Regions from separate parts of the Zea mays genome. Here all the other regions are linked to region 1. Evidence: chromatin contacts called from public Hi-C data. All regions are on one chromosome and are shown on one strand. The core of a region is the stretch at or near the end of the contact, and the rest is flanking DNA. Distances in the headings are between cores, read along the strand shown. Region 1 holds the start of LOC100216592. Region 2 holds the start of LOC100285562 (glycosyl hydrolase, family 43 protein). Region 3 holds the start of LOC100282574 (ischemia/reperfusion inducible protein).

Region 1 (4,325 bases), core at 994-3,493:
ATTTATAAAAAAAAAATAGCTACTCAACAGAGATAGCACAACAGCAAATTTGCAATGGTTCTAGAGCTACTGTAAAGATTTCAGATGAAAGTGCTTACGTACAATACAAGAAAGCACATTGAGCAAATAGCCAGTTAATACCTGCTGCTCTACCAAGGGTGTCCAGAGATTTTGCTTTAAGCAGTATGGCCTCTAGAAGCAAGCTTACAGAATGCATGGACATATGCATAAGCATTCCGTTCACTTGTGAAGATTTTCGTCTTGAAGAGCGTGGGGGCATTCTAGGCTTGACACTTTCAGCAATAGCAGTGGTCATTCGTGGTCTCAGGCTTCTTATATCAATCCCCTGAAGAACTTGCAATGCTGCATCAAAGTTCCCTCTCTGATGTTCCAGTCTACCTAACAATGCTCGAGCCTCCTATTACATAGCAAATAAATCATACAATGAGTAGATCTTTGCAATACAGCTTATCTTGTTTGAAGAGCAGAAGTGTTGAGCCAAACCTCATAATTTAGTGAAAGGGTTTCTTTTAGGTCTGATTCTACTTCATTTACTTGGCTGTCATCAGGAGTTGTTTCTCGACTTGCCATCTTTGAAGAAGAGCAATTCGCTGAAAAGTCACGTGTTGCAAGAGATTCTGGCGATCTAGGAAGATCTTCAAACTTGGACTGGTCCCCGCTGCAGGTACATAACATGATCGCGGACATCTTCGGCTGTGCAGATAATTTAACTTAACTATATGTAGGGAAAAAAACAGCTCTAGCTCTCAGGATCTTCTGTCGGGGCACAATAGAACCAGGTAGACTGCAGGGCCTAGCAATGACAAACAAGAAGTCTCAGTCATATATCAGTAATTAGATACACTACTAAGCAAGAAAATCATGAGCAATCACATAAAGCTCCATATAAAGGGAGAACAGAAAACAGAAGACCTATGAGCGATGTCAGATTTAGCAGTTCTCTATTCCTAATTTCTCAAGTTAGAGTGACGTCTCAGATTCTTTTTTTAAATACAGCACCATGAATAGGAGTAGTAACCAGTAGGGAGGTTCAGAGTTTCAGGCACACAAATGTAGAACAGATGTGACGAGGCTAAGGCCAACTCCAGCGGGTGTGTAAACGGGTGTGCAAAACACTGTTTTGTACTGTAGACGATATTGGTTATAAAGTGGAGTTTAAAATAGGGAGTCTAATGGCGATAGACTAACAACTGTTTGCACTCGCGCTCCCGCTAACGGCGAGTAATAAGGTAAACAAACATCATCACCTCCTATACAGACCTAATAACACAAATATATAGGGCAACGGCCGATCCTACCGTCGAGTGTCAACAGCAGCAATGGCCCACTACACAGCAGATAGTAGAGAGATAAATTCCACCCTCCATTTCCATATATCGCAATCAACCATGGCAACCATACCCCCGAAAACAAACAAGTCATTAGGGACAGAAAGAGAACTGGATATGCACATGAGTTGCATTGCAACAAGACAATAGACACCCACTCTTTGCACTTCAGGAAACAGCAGTGCAGAGCAGGATTCGGGCGCGCCGTACAATCTCCCGAGAAAATGCAGCACCGCTGATCCCCTCCCGATCATATCTCAGAAATTAAACTAACACCTCGGATCAAGTTCCAAGCAGCGAGAAACTGACCTTACTGAATTCCGAACCAGGAATACGAACCTACTCGAACTCAACAAGCATCAAACAGCCACGAAAGGAGCACGTCGATCCTCCACTCCAGAACGCAGCAAAGAAATCCGCAACTGAACGAAGGACTAAGAGACAGGAAACTCCGGGCACGGTGGCTCAATGCAGCTTGAAACACCTCCTGCAACAAAACCCACGCCCGAGGAGAATCGCGAAAGACAGCTGTAGAGAGTTCCCGTCCAGGCAAGCTAGGGTTGGCTGCTCATGGATCCCCCGCTACAAGAGCCCACACGCTCACGCCCAGCCCCGCAAAATCCAATAGGAGCAGATGAGAAGGCGAGCCGAGGAGACGCTTACGAGGGCACGTTGTTTGTTGTGTGCCGTGCGGCGTGCCCCGGCGTGTGCGTTACTGCGGTTTGCGGCGTGTGCCTCGCCCTCGCCCTCGCCCGGTGGAAGCAGCCTGGAGGCAGGTTCCGGTTGCGGGTTCGGCAGCGGCCGATTGGCGGGTGCTTGGAGCCTTGGACAGCAGGTGACTCGGTGAGCAGGTGAGAGGATCAGACGAGGTTTGAAGCGGTGAAGGCCTGAAAGGGGATAGCCGGATGGGAATGGAGGTGCGCGATGCTTTTGAGGGCTTGTAGTGGGCCGGGCCTCATTTGGACCCCAGGAGGCCCCACATGTCGGTGATGATTGTGCGCGTCTATCCTTGGTGAAAATGATCTGATCGAGGACCTTGCCATGAAATGCCAGAAAATGTGGTCCAGTAATTGAGAAAACCTGAAGAACGGGCTGTGGTGTCACTGTCACGTGCCTGCTCGTCAGGGTACCGTATATATTTCAAAAAGATTCGTGGAACAAGATAGTTTTTTATATTTTTAAATATTTATAAAAATAACAGTTTTTTTCTCTTCTAAAACTAAACTCTGATCACGCCAATCTTTCTGACTGGCCAAATCAAATTGTCATACTGACCGTCTGGCACTGGCACGACTATGCTAGCCTCACGCTCACGAGTGAGGCTTCTATTTGGATACTGTGTATTAACCTCAATAAATATGTGTTGGGTGGATTAAGTGTAAATTAGTTTAAGTTATACTATAATTCAATTTAATATATATAGATCATGGTCAATAGTAAAGTATCCAAACTAGGCTTGATGGGTGACCTAACACTCCTTATTGCATCATTGACTCGGATGCAACAAGTGCCACAAAATCATTCACACGCTAGGAATATAGAGCCACACGAAGGTCTTCTTCGTCTTTTCCACCCACATCATTTACCAAGACAAGGGATTGATCACTAAGCTTCTCCTGAGTAAGGGCAAGGTAATGAACCTCGTGTTTTTGTTTGTACTATGGATTTGAGTATTAGCCTTAATTACTAGGGTTTGTGAGAGCACCTAGAGGGGGGTGAATAGGTGATCCTGTAAAACTTCAAAACTTAAGCCACAAAAACTTGTTAAGTGTTAGCACAATTATGGCCAAGTGGCTAGAGAGAACTCAAAACACGATAACCACAAGAAAGCAATCACAGAGTTGACACGGTGGTTATCCCGTGGTTCGGCCAAGTACAAAACTTGCCTACTCCACGTTGTGGCGTCCCAACGGACGAGAGTTGCACTCAACTCCTCTCAAGTGATCCAATGATCAACTTGAATACCACGGTGTTTTTCTTTCCTTTGATCTTTTCCCGTTTGCGAGGAATCTCCACAACTTGGAGTCTCTCGCCCTTACAATTGAGTTCACAAAGAAATACGGAGTAAGGTGGGTATTAGCAACGCACACAAGACTAGAAAATCAGAGCAACAACACGCACACAAGTCGCAACAAGAGCTCGCAATGCAACACAAAGAGTTCACAACTCCACAAGAGCTCTATATGCTATCACAATGAAACGAATGCGTGAGATTGATGTCTTGGTGCTTAGAAGAGTTGTAGGAATGCTTGGTGTTCTCCTCCATGCGCCTAGGGGTCCCTTTTATAGCCCCAAGGCAGCTAGGAGCCGTTGAGAACACATCTGGAAGGCTATCTTTGCCTTCTGTCGTCGGGCGCACCGGACAGTCCGGTGCACACCGGACACTGTCCGGTGCCCGATTTGTTTCCATAAACAGCGCATCCGACCGTTGCTGTCTGAGTCAGACCTGCGCACCGTTGGCGCACCGGACATGTCCGGTGCACACCGGACAGTCCGGTGTACCTTCCCGACCGTTGGCTCGGCCACGTGTCGCGCGCCGATCGCGCGGCCGACCGTTGGCCCGGCCAACCGTTGGCTCACCGGACAGTCCGGTGCACACCGGACAGTCCGGTGAATTTTAGCCGAAGTCGCCGGAGAAAAACCCGAGAGCGGCCTCTTCGGCCGAGGCGGCCTGGCGCACCGGACACTGTCCGGTGCACCACCGGACACTGTCCGGTGCACCACCGGACAGTCCGGTGCCCCAGACCGAAGCAGCCCCTTGGCTGCACACAGCCAAGTCTTCTCTTCTCTTCTTCTTTCTGTTTCTAACACTTAGACAAATAAATTAGTACACAAAGCCAATGTACTAAGACTTAGAAACATACCTTTGCTCTAGATTTGCACTTTGTTCATCCATTGCATAAATTCACATTTAAGCACTTGAGTTGGCACTCAATCACCAAAATACTTAGAAATGGCCCAAGGGCACATTTCCCT
Region 2 (4,355 bases), core at 784-3,283, 140 kb after region 1:
CTAGCGGGGCGCCATCATTGCCTATCTGGCGGAGCTAGCCAGATGGGACACCGGTCTTGTTCTTTGTGGCCCGAGTCAGCTCGGGGTAGATTGATGATGGCGCTTCCTGTGGACGTGGCGGGCCTGTGCCTTAGGTCGGGCGACGTGGAGGCTCCTCCGAAGCCGAGGTCGAGTCTGTCTTCCATGGCCGAGGCCGAGCCCGAGCTCCTGGGTCGGGCGAGGCGGAGGTTGTTCGGCAGAGGCCAGGGCGGAGTCCGAGCCCCGGGGTCGGGCGAAGCAGAGTTCGTCGTTTTCTGGGGCTGAGCCCGAGTCCGAGCCCTGGGTCGGGCGGAGCGGAGTTCGCCGTCTTCCGGGGCCTTAGCCCGAGTCCGAGCCCTGGGTCGGGCGGAGCGGAGTTCGCCGTCTTCCGGGGCCTTAGCCCGAGTCCGAGCCCTGGGTCGGGCGGAGCGGAGTTCGCCGTCTTCCGGGGCCTTAGCCCGAGTCCGAGCCCTGGGTCGGGCGGAGCGGAGTTCGCCGTCTTCCGGGGCCTTAGCCCGAGTCCGAGCCCTGGGTCGGGCGGAGCGGAGTTCGCCGTCTTCCGGGGCCTTAGCCCGAGTCCGAGCCCTGGGTCGGGCGGAGCGGAGTTCGCCGTCTTCCGGGGCTTTAGCCCGAGTCCGAGCCCTCGGTCGGGCGGAGCGGAGTTCGCCGTCTTCTGGGGCTGAGCCCGAGTCCGAGCCCTGGGTCGGGCGGAGCTTCCTATGGCGCCTTTGGCAAGGCCTGACTGCCTGTCAGTCTCACTCTGTCAAGTGGCACTGCAGTCGGAGTGGCGCAGGCGGCGCTGTACTTCTGTCAGACCAGTCAGTGGAGCGGCGAAGTGACGGTGGTCACTTCGGCTCTGCCGGAGGGCGCGTGTCAGGATAAAGGTGTCAGGCCACCTTTGCGTTAAACGCTCCTGCGACTCGGTCGGTCGGCGCGGCGATTTAGTCAGGGCTGCTTCTTAGCGAAGGCAAGGCCTCGGGCGAGCCGGAGATGTGTCCGCCGTTAAAAGGGGGGGGGGGCTCGGGCGAGACAGAAACCCCTCGGGGTCGGCTGCCCTTGCCCGAGGCTAGGCTCGGGCGAGGCATGATCGAGTCGCTGGTATGGACTGATCCCTGACTTAATCGCACCCATCAGGCCTCTGCAGCTTTATGCTGATGGGGGTTAACAGATGAGAATTAGGCGTCTTGAGGGTACCCCTAATTATGGTCCCCGACACTGGCCACACGACATTATTTACTAGTTGGTTAGGACTCTTAGTCCAAACACTAACTACCGTGCTCTTATTTTATAAGGTTTGTCTAACCTAGCTGGTAAACTTAAGAGGTGGTCCCCTATCTCACTCCCTATACTCTGACTCTCTTCAACGGTCCCCGCGAGCATTCCACTCCCCTTGCTGTGGTGGCTACAGGGCACCTCTTTGCGCACATCGCTGCCCCCTTCCCCTTACTCTACGTAGCGTTCATCGTTTCTCTCTCCTCGGATGTAGGGGAACATTGTTTATCCCCTACGGCACTGTGCTGTGGGTCCACGAGTAATTGTTAGTAGATAAAAAATTGATAGTAGATATAGAAAATGATATTTTATAGTTGTAGTGGGGTATAGAGGGAGTATTTAGAGGGAACCACTGCGGGAGATGAAAAAATAGGGGGTGAAATGTTTATGATGTGACACAAAAAAGTGATACATGAGAAAAATTTAGGGGAACCGCTGAACACAGTCTCAACATATCTTCTATCACATCTCTATGTTATTTCCTATTTTACTCTACAAAGAGTACGGTATACACGACACCAACGCACAGCTACTGCCTGGCATACTCGAGAGTCGAGACGAGTACGGACGTAACCCAACGGAAGGCACGCTGCGCGGGCACAAGCCAGGTGTCCGAGTGCCCCTCCACTCTACTCTCACGCCGTACCCACCACAATGTGACGGGCGACCTTTCCAGAGCAACGCCGCAGTTCGCGAACTGTTCGCAAGGAAGGCAGCCACCCAGCCATACCAATTACCAAACCACTCATCAGGTCGCGTTGCCAGCCGCTCAAGCCAAGACAGCCCCACTAATCTCCCTGGGATCGCGGCTCGGGCTAAGCTAATCGGGGCGCCCCAACCATCTCTCGCCAAGATCTCGACAAGGACTAGCCCATGGTGAGCTGCGCCGATTTTAATATCTGCTAGCTTCTGAAATTGTTCTATTGTTGTATTCTACAGCTAGCTGGTAGCAGGTTTGTTTTAGTTTAGATTAGCTTTCATTTGTCCTCTTCGCTTCTCTGGATCAACCTGCCATGGTGAGCATCGCTTTCTCTCCATCTTCTCCTTTTCGCCTCTTCATTTTTCTTTTCCTGATAAGTTTGTGTGTGGTTCCTGCTGAATTATCTGGTCTCCGTACGAATCTATGCCTGAGCATGATGAGCTGTGTTACTGGATTGTTGATACAGTTCTCCATTTTGGTTGCTTCATTTTTTGCGGCGGCCAGGGAGCGGGTAGTCCGGTAGTAGGCCATGATTAATAGCTGTTAAGGTTGCCTGCCTCTTTCCTTTAGTAGTTCCCTGACTTGAGTGTAGAACACGAATCTGGGTTTGTTGAGTGTTGGTAACAAACTCATTTCTTTTCCGGAGAATTTCCAAACTCCGCTTCATTCTGCTCCAATTTCACCCTTCTTGATTTGGCACGCGAATTATCCTCTTTGCATAAATTCCAACTGATGTTTCTTTCCAGCCTAATTTTGTGCAGTTTTTGAGCTCAACTCCTCCACTTTTGCTGCAGCGCGTGTCAACTGGAGTAGTTAAGCGGCGCCATGGGTATGCGGAGCAGGCACCCAAAGGCGTTGGGTTTCCGCTGGTACCCGGCGGCAACCCACCGGTCCCTAACTCTGGTACTGTGGAGCCTAGCGGCATTGGTCGTCGTTGTGAATTTCCATCTTCTCATCATTCATAAGGAGGAGGGTGAGAATATGAGTACACACGAGATCCGCCGATCGATTATGAGGGAACTGGAAGTGGTGGAGGAGGAGAAGTTCCGGCTAGCTCCTCCCCGGAGCCGGAGGAATCCCCGGGCTGTGCGCCGCAAGGGAGAGAAGAAGTCGCCTACAATAGTGGATGAGTTCTTGGATGAGTCTTCTGCAGTGCATGATATGTTCTTCCCAGAACTGAACACGGCTGTGGATCCAATCAATGGTGGAAATGACAGCATGTACTTCTACTACCCAGGAAGAATTTGGTTGGACACTGATGGAAAACCAATTCAAGCTCATGGAGGAGGTGTCCTGTATGATAAGAGGACCAACACCTATTTCTGGTACGGGGAGAACAAGGATGGCAAAACCTACAAAGCTCACAGCAAGGGAGCAGACAGGGTGAGTTGTACTTTCTGATACTATCAGCACCTATTTGTGGTCTGAAACAAACGGTATCTGGCTGTAGAAGTACTCAACTCAATTGTTTCACCTAATGTGAATGTCTAACTCAAATGCATTTTTAGTGTGCATGCCCCAAAATATAAATCTGACATCATCAAATTCGTCTATGTTAGCTAGCTAGTACCTTTTCAGAATTTCGACTTTAGCATGCATTGCACATGACCAGTAGACAGAAATGTGGGCTGGAGAAGAATGATGGAAAGGATCAACTTACCCCATTTCAGAACTTCCGTGTAGGAATTGCAGTTTGTTGCGTTGCTGTTCCAAACTAATCTCTTGCTCCAAGATTTAGTAATCATATTGTTTGAGAGATTATGTTTTTCTTTCTCGTTAGATAAACCAACTTGGAGATACATAGAAACATTGTGGAACTCCTAAAAAACTAATATGTGCAACAGATAAAAAAAACTAATATGTGCAACACTTGAAAAAAAAAGCTAATATGTAGAAGAAGGTTTAATTTCTCTAAATATGACCGAGCATTTCAGTCCATATGTAGTGTGTGCTAATGCATACATCTAATTTTCGTGACCTTTTAGATTCTGTTGGTGAGGCCAAATTTCTAGGGGACGTATTGGAAGTTATGGTCTATTGGTAAGGTGAGAAAATTGACTGGGTTGTTTTAAAGCAGGTTACTTGGTGCATAGAGATGAAAACCTAGTAACAATTTCGATTGTTTATTATTCATATGAAATTGGTTTGAGCTCCAACATTTTCTTTGCTTACAAACTAACACTTTTTATACACCAAATTGGAACTATGAAATATCAGTAGATTTGGGTTCGAATTTGCAAAATACCAAATAAAAAATCTGGTTACAGGCTTTTGTCATGCACCTGTAGGTTTTTTTGTGGCAAAACCAGAATGTTAGATCATGATTAGAGAAGAACTTTGGCCCATTGAGATTAGAAGGCAAAGG
Region 3 (4,845 bases), core at 1,538-4,037, 240 kb after region 1:
TATCCAAGCCAGGATTAAGTGATCTCTCTAATATGCTGTTTTCACCTAAATGTAAACAAATGAATAGTATGATCAATGTCTCAGCTTGCTTAAGATAGATGTTACATAAAACTATGAAACACAGTGTGGTAACTGCACCTCGTTTTAGAACAATAGTGACAGGCCCAGGAAGTAGACTATCAAGCAAGCCATGTGGCAAGTGGTCCACTAAAGCAAACCGTGATATGTCTGAGACATCACCAACACAAATTGCCAGAGGCCTTGTTTGTATGCGTCCTTTGATCTCATAAATACGATTAACTGCTCCTGCAGAGCTGTCATGAAGAGTGTTTTAAGGACCAAGCCAATAAGAATACAAAAAATGAAACACCCAAAGAAACCCCTAAATGAAATTCTCATCTTCAATGGATAAGTCCTAATTTCTTGCTGGGGATGAAAGTCAAAAAGTAACTAAAAGGGATATATGAAATATTTGTGTAGGTTTCATCTCACTTTTTTTATGGGTACATATTGATACTGCAATTATTACAAAAGAACTTAATATTGCTGTATACTCCTAACTATATCGTGTATATGCATTAAAATTCCTATGGCACTAGGGGGAAGAAAACACGAACCATGCATCACATGCAAACCCGTATATGGTATCAGTAGGCACCGCAATCACTTCTCCTCTGTTGATTGCATCAGTTGCTTTCAAGACATGATCTTTCACTGCTGGGAAAATATTTTCTGCTGTGGCATCTATTCTGTGAGCTGTGTTTTCTGACACCCTAACCGAGCAGGATACTTGTGACTTCGTCTCATGTTGAGAGGGTAATCTTCTTGCCTTAACAAAGCTAAACATAGGAATGTGTCATCATGTCATTATGCCATATAGTAATGTGACAAAAGAAGCAAATAGTTCTCCAGTGCACAAAAAAAGAATCTCCATGGAAAACATAGTTCTCAAGCAAATAATTTTCAAGGAATACTTATTCCACTAGCAATATGTGACACCGTTTAGAAAACTGAGGATGAAGTTCATCATGCCCACAATTTTCTCAGTACTGTTTGTGTCTGCAGTTCACTAGCAAACCAAGAAACTTAAGATCCCAATTTTCTCGTAAAGAGTACACGGAATATCAATTAGCAGACCCAATCTATACTAATGATATGAACTTGGTAGCACGGTGTAACAACAAGGTCAATCAGCATAAAGGTACTACCAGGCCCAGGTGTCCCAGAGCAACAGCAGGGGAAGAGCGTCCAATGGCCTGGGACCCAGATGACAAGGAGACCTGAGGTAGGCAAGCTAGTATTACTTGTGTACATATATAAAATACAGGCACACGAATCTTGATTGTATTGTTTATATACACCTTTGACCACGGTGCACCCTTTTGCGTTCCAGCACTACCCCCCACCCACACACACAGTTTAATGCTTATAAGGTTCCAAAATCATTATTCATGATATCAATTCATAGCTCTCTGCTGAAATTTTGTCTAGCCTAGACTGTGCTGCCACTAAAAACTCAAGATAGGCTCTAATATATACTTATAACTTCAGTGTGTTCCAAAACATAAAATTCATGTGATTTATTCCTTGCTTTCATCTCTTATATTATTTAGGGTTTAAGTAACATGTGTATAAACCATTTATCTGGATGTGGGAAAATAAAGGAAACACACAAATGGATTGATACACAGTTTGTCCAAAAGATCCTGAATTCTGGACTTGGTAAAAAAATTCTTCCTTTTGCCTTTGAAATCTAACACTACGAATATTTCTTGAAGAATAATGGACTGAATTTGGAAACATCTCAATGAAACATCTTTTATTTATTAAAAAATAACAGATTTTAGTTCCCTAACAATAGTTCATGTTCGTTCAATGTGCTAAAGTTTGATTTGGAATCAAGATAATAAAAAAATGTTGTCTTAGGGCCTCCACCTTTGCTTTGCCCCATGCCACCAAAATCTTAGGGACGGGGCTAGCTGCTACTGGTGGGCATTTTTAACTTTATAGATACAGTGATGATCGAATACAAAACTCAAAAGAATCACTTGACATCACATAATTTGTATCCAGCTAGTTGGGAGGTGCAATTGTTCATGCATTTTGTATTTTTCCATTCTCCGCACATACGAAGGAGCACGAAAGCATATTATAGTAATCTAACTGTTAAATAAAGTTAGGCAACCCAGTAATAATAATAAAGATACTAATGCGCCAATTTGTGACAGTGCCGGAGGTATATGTAATTTTCAGGGTCAACTCATGCTTTCCAATTTGAACTGTGAAACCATCAAATCACTCTTCCATATAAGCAAACAAAAAAAATGTTAGAACTGCCAAGCCCAGTGGCCAGTGCCTGACCCCAGTGGCACAAGCACAATACTCTGGCTCCGCTACTGGGCAGTGCCGCAGTGGCATGCTTATGCGCACTAGCAGAACAACTCATTCTAGATGGATGCATGCACTCCTACATGTCAATCTTTTGTTTCTATATACGTATTTAAATAACTGATAACATTGCCTAATAAGCATATCGAAATTATGAAACGAGGGCATCGAATGATTAAGGAGCAAGCGGAGAAGAATTGACCCCAGAGAGACAGAGATAGATAATAATACCTCCGAGCTAGAGGCTGCCTAGTTGACGGAGCACAGACCAGCGACAGCCTCTCCCCCGCAGCCTTCGCACACGCCTTCATCTCCGATCTCTCCTCTTTTTCCCCAGGCCGCCGCAAGATATGAGAACGAGCGGCGGAGCAGAAGGCCGCCGCAAGACGGCAAAAGGTTTCGAGGCGGGGTCAAACGACGGCTTGATTATATCCGACACGGGTAAGGGGTCCCGTGTTTCTCTGACAGCTGGGCCCCGCGTTACTCTTGCCTCCAGGCCTTCCGGGAGTTTGGCGACCCGTCTCGGGCTCTTGTGGGGGCTAGGGTTTAGGCACTAAGCGGCGGCCGGCGGCGGCGGGGAGGATGGCGGAGGCGGTCGTGAGGTGCCTCCGGGACGGACGGCTCGACGGCGAGCACGCGCCGGCACTGGCTGTGGAGGGATCACTCAAGTGCTGCCCGCTCGCGGCGGGTGCGATGCTCCACATCGCGGCCGCATTCGCCTCCCAGGTCGCCGCAGGGAAGGCGCAGGCCAGGTTTTGTTATTCTCTTCGCCTCCTGGTGCGTAGGCTTTGCACAGATTTAGCTGATGATGCGAATTAGCTTTGTTGTGAACTTCTGTTGGTGCAGGGGACTGGTGGTTGTGGCGTTTGATCGGAGCCCACAGGTGTACCTGGAATTCATGCGCCGCCGCAACCTTGACGCAAATGCTTTGGACCGATGGTATGATCTCAACCATTTATGATAAACAAAAGTTGTTTGTTGTGCACAGACCGAAACGAGCACACGGAATGTTACTCCTACGTGGACATTGGTGTTAGAATTTGACTCCAATTTGAGTCTCCTATTCAGAATATTTATTCAAGGCAAAATATATTGGAGCAAAATTGGCAATTTAATAAATTTTGGAGTGATTGCAAAACTAAAACCTCTTTTGTATCAGGGTGGTCTAGTGCCTAGCCAATGTAGCTGCCCTTAAGCATAGATCAAAGAAGATCCATATATTAACTAACTTTTTGGAGTGGGAGCTTATGCATTTCCATTCACTCTTAAAATATACCGCTATTTTTTTATTTTCTGTTCGTCTTGGTTGGCCGAGCACAAATTTGACTATTGGTATCTCAGCATGTGCAAAATCAGATTTTGGATTCTTTGGTAACACAAATACCAGAAGCAGCTGTAGGGCCACTATGCAAAGAAATTTAAAATTTAAAATCCATAAATGTTCATATAGTCTACTTTTCAATTTAAAATCTGAAGTTGATATACCGATTTGGCAGTTTGATATGCCATCTGAAGAGTTAAACGTTCAAGCTAACTGGATACTCTTTTGTCACATTATCTGTGGCAGAATGCATTCTTTTTGATAAAATGTTCATGACAATCTTACACTCATTCATCAGTGTTAGAATATTGGATTGCTACTCTGACCCACTTGGATGGAAGCAGAAGATTCAAAATCAGCAGCATCAAGGGAACAGTGCAAAGCAGTTCTCAACAAATAAAGATAATATTACTGTTTATAGAAGTGTGAAGGATGTTACAAAATTGATGTCCTCCACTACTGAACTTGGAGGAGGTATTATCTACCATAAAGCATTTGACCTGTTATTGTTCCTTTGTTTCTACCCTATAATCCTAACTTGCTTACATTATGAATGTCAGGTTTTGAAGGAGAAGGCAAAACATATTTTTCTGTGGCTGTTGACTCAGTAAGAACTAACAACTTCTCTGTGACTTTTTTGTTGGTGGAAACAATACTTGAGTTCGGATTATGTATAGTAACTTTGTTTTTCCCGTTGACAAAACTGGGGTTCCTACTGAGATTAATATCATTTGTTGAACATTTTCCATCGTCCATGTTTAATTATCTATGGAACTGATTTGACAAATGCAGTTTGTGGAAGCATGAGACATAACAGCTAAAGCATTATCTCACTAACAATAGGGCAGTATGACATCATTCAAAAGTATTCCACTATTTGTTTTGGTATTGTTTACTGTTTGAAGGAAGACTCTATAGTATCTCTTAATATAATCCAATTTTTGAAAAGATTGAAGTGCATTCACTCATTGCTCTTATATTTAACTTTCATTTGCATCTTCTATGCAATTTCAGATTAGCTCCATGTTAAGGCATGCTTCAGTGTCATCAATTTCAGGCCTTCTTAGTAACCTTCGAAGCCATGGTATCCCCGCTTGTTCTATTTTCCATGCATATCATAGTGTTAGTGTAACCTT

What was found. Hi-C and Micro-C count contacts between places; a contact is called where the count stands out from the background.
Region 2: a Hi-C map of ear shows a contact between it and region 1, with 1.7 times the contacts expected there. The contact joins the promoter of LOC100285562 here to the promoter of LOC100216592 in region 1. A contact is called at or near these places in 2 of 25 Hi-C or Micro-C datasets (ear and tassel).
Region 3: a Hi-C map of tassel shows a contact between it and region 1, with 2.5 times the contacts expected there. The contact joins the promoter of LOC100282574 here to the promoter of LOC100216592 in region 1. A contact is called at or near these places in 2 of 25 Hi-C or Micro-C datasets (ear and tassel).

What each region holds. Positions count from the first base shown.
Region 1 is chr1:23,070,797-23,075,121 of Zm-B73-REFERENCE-NAM-5.0, reverse strand. It overlaps LOC100216592, which reads right to left and starts at 2,243. Exons shown (of 6, transcript NM_001360042.1): 1 at 2,013-2,243; 2 at 505-814; 3 at 142-418. The coding sequence starts at 708.
Region 2 is chr1:22,928,140-22,932,494 of Zm-B73-REFERENCE-NAM-5.0, reverse strand. LOC100285562 (glycosyl hydrolase, family 43 protein) reads left to right here and starts at 2,033. Exons shown (of 3, transcript NM_001158453.1): 1 at 2,033-2,166; 2 at 2,785-3,373. The coding sequence starts at 2,816.
Region 3 is chr1:22,828,524-22,833,368 of Zm-B73-REFERENCE-NAM-5.0, reverse strand. LOC100282574 (ischemia/reperfusion inducible protein) reads right to left here and starts at 2,787. Exons shown (of 5, transcript NM_001155482.1): 1 at 2,620-2,787; 2 at 618-839; 3 at 139-314; 4 at 1-45. The coding sequence starts at 2,699. It overlaps LOC100276830, which reads left to right and starts at 2,842. Exons shown (of 9, transcript NM_001150539.2): 1 at 2,842-3,140; 2 at 3,235-3,327; 3 at 4,008-4,183; 4 at 4,270-4,316; 5 at 4,724-4,793. The coding sequence starts at 2,971.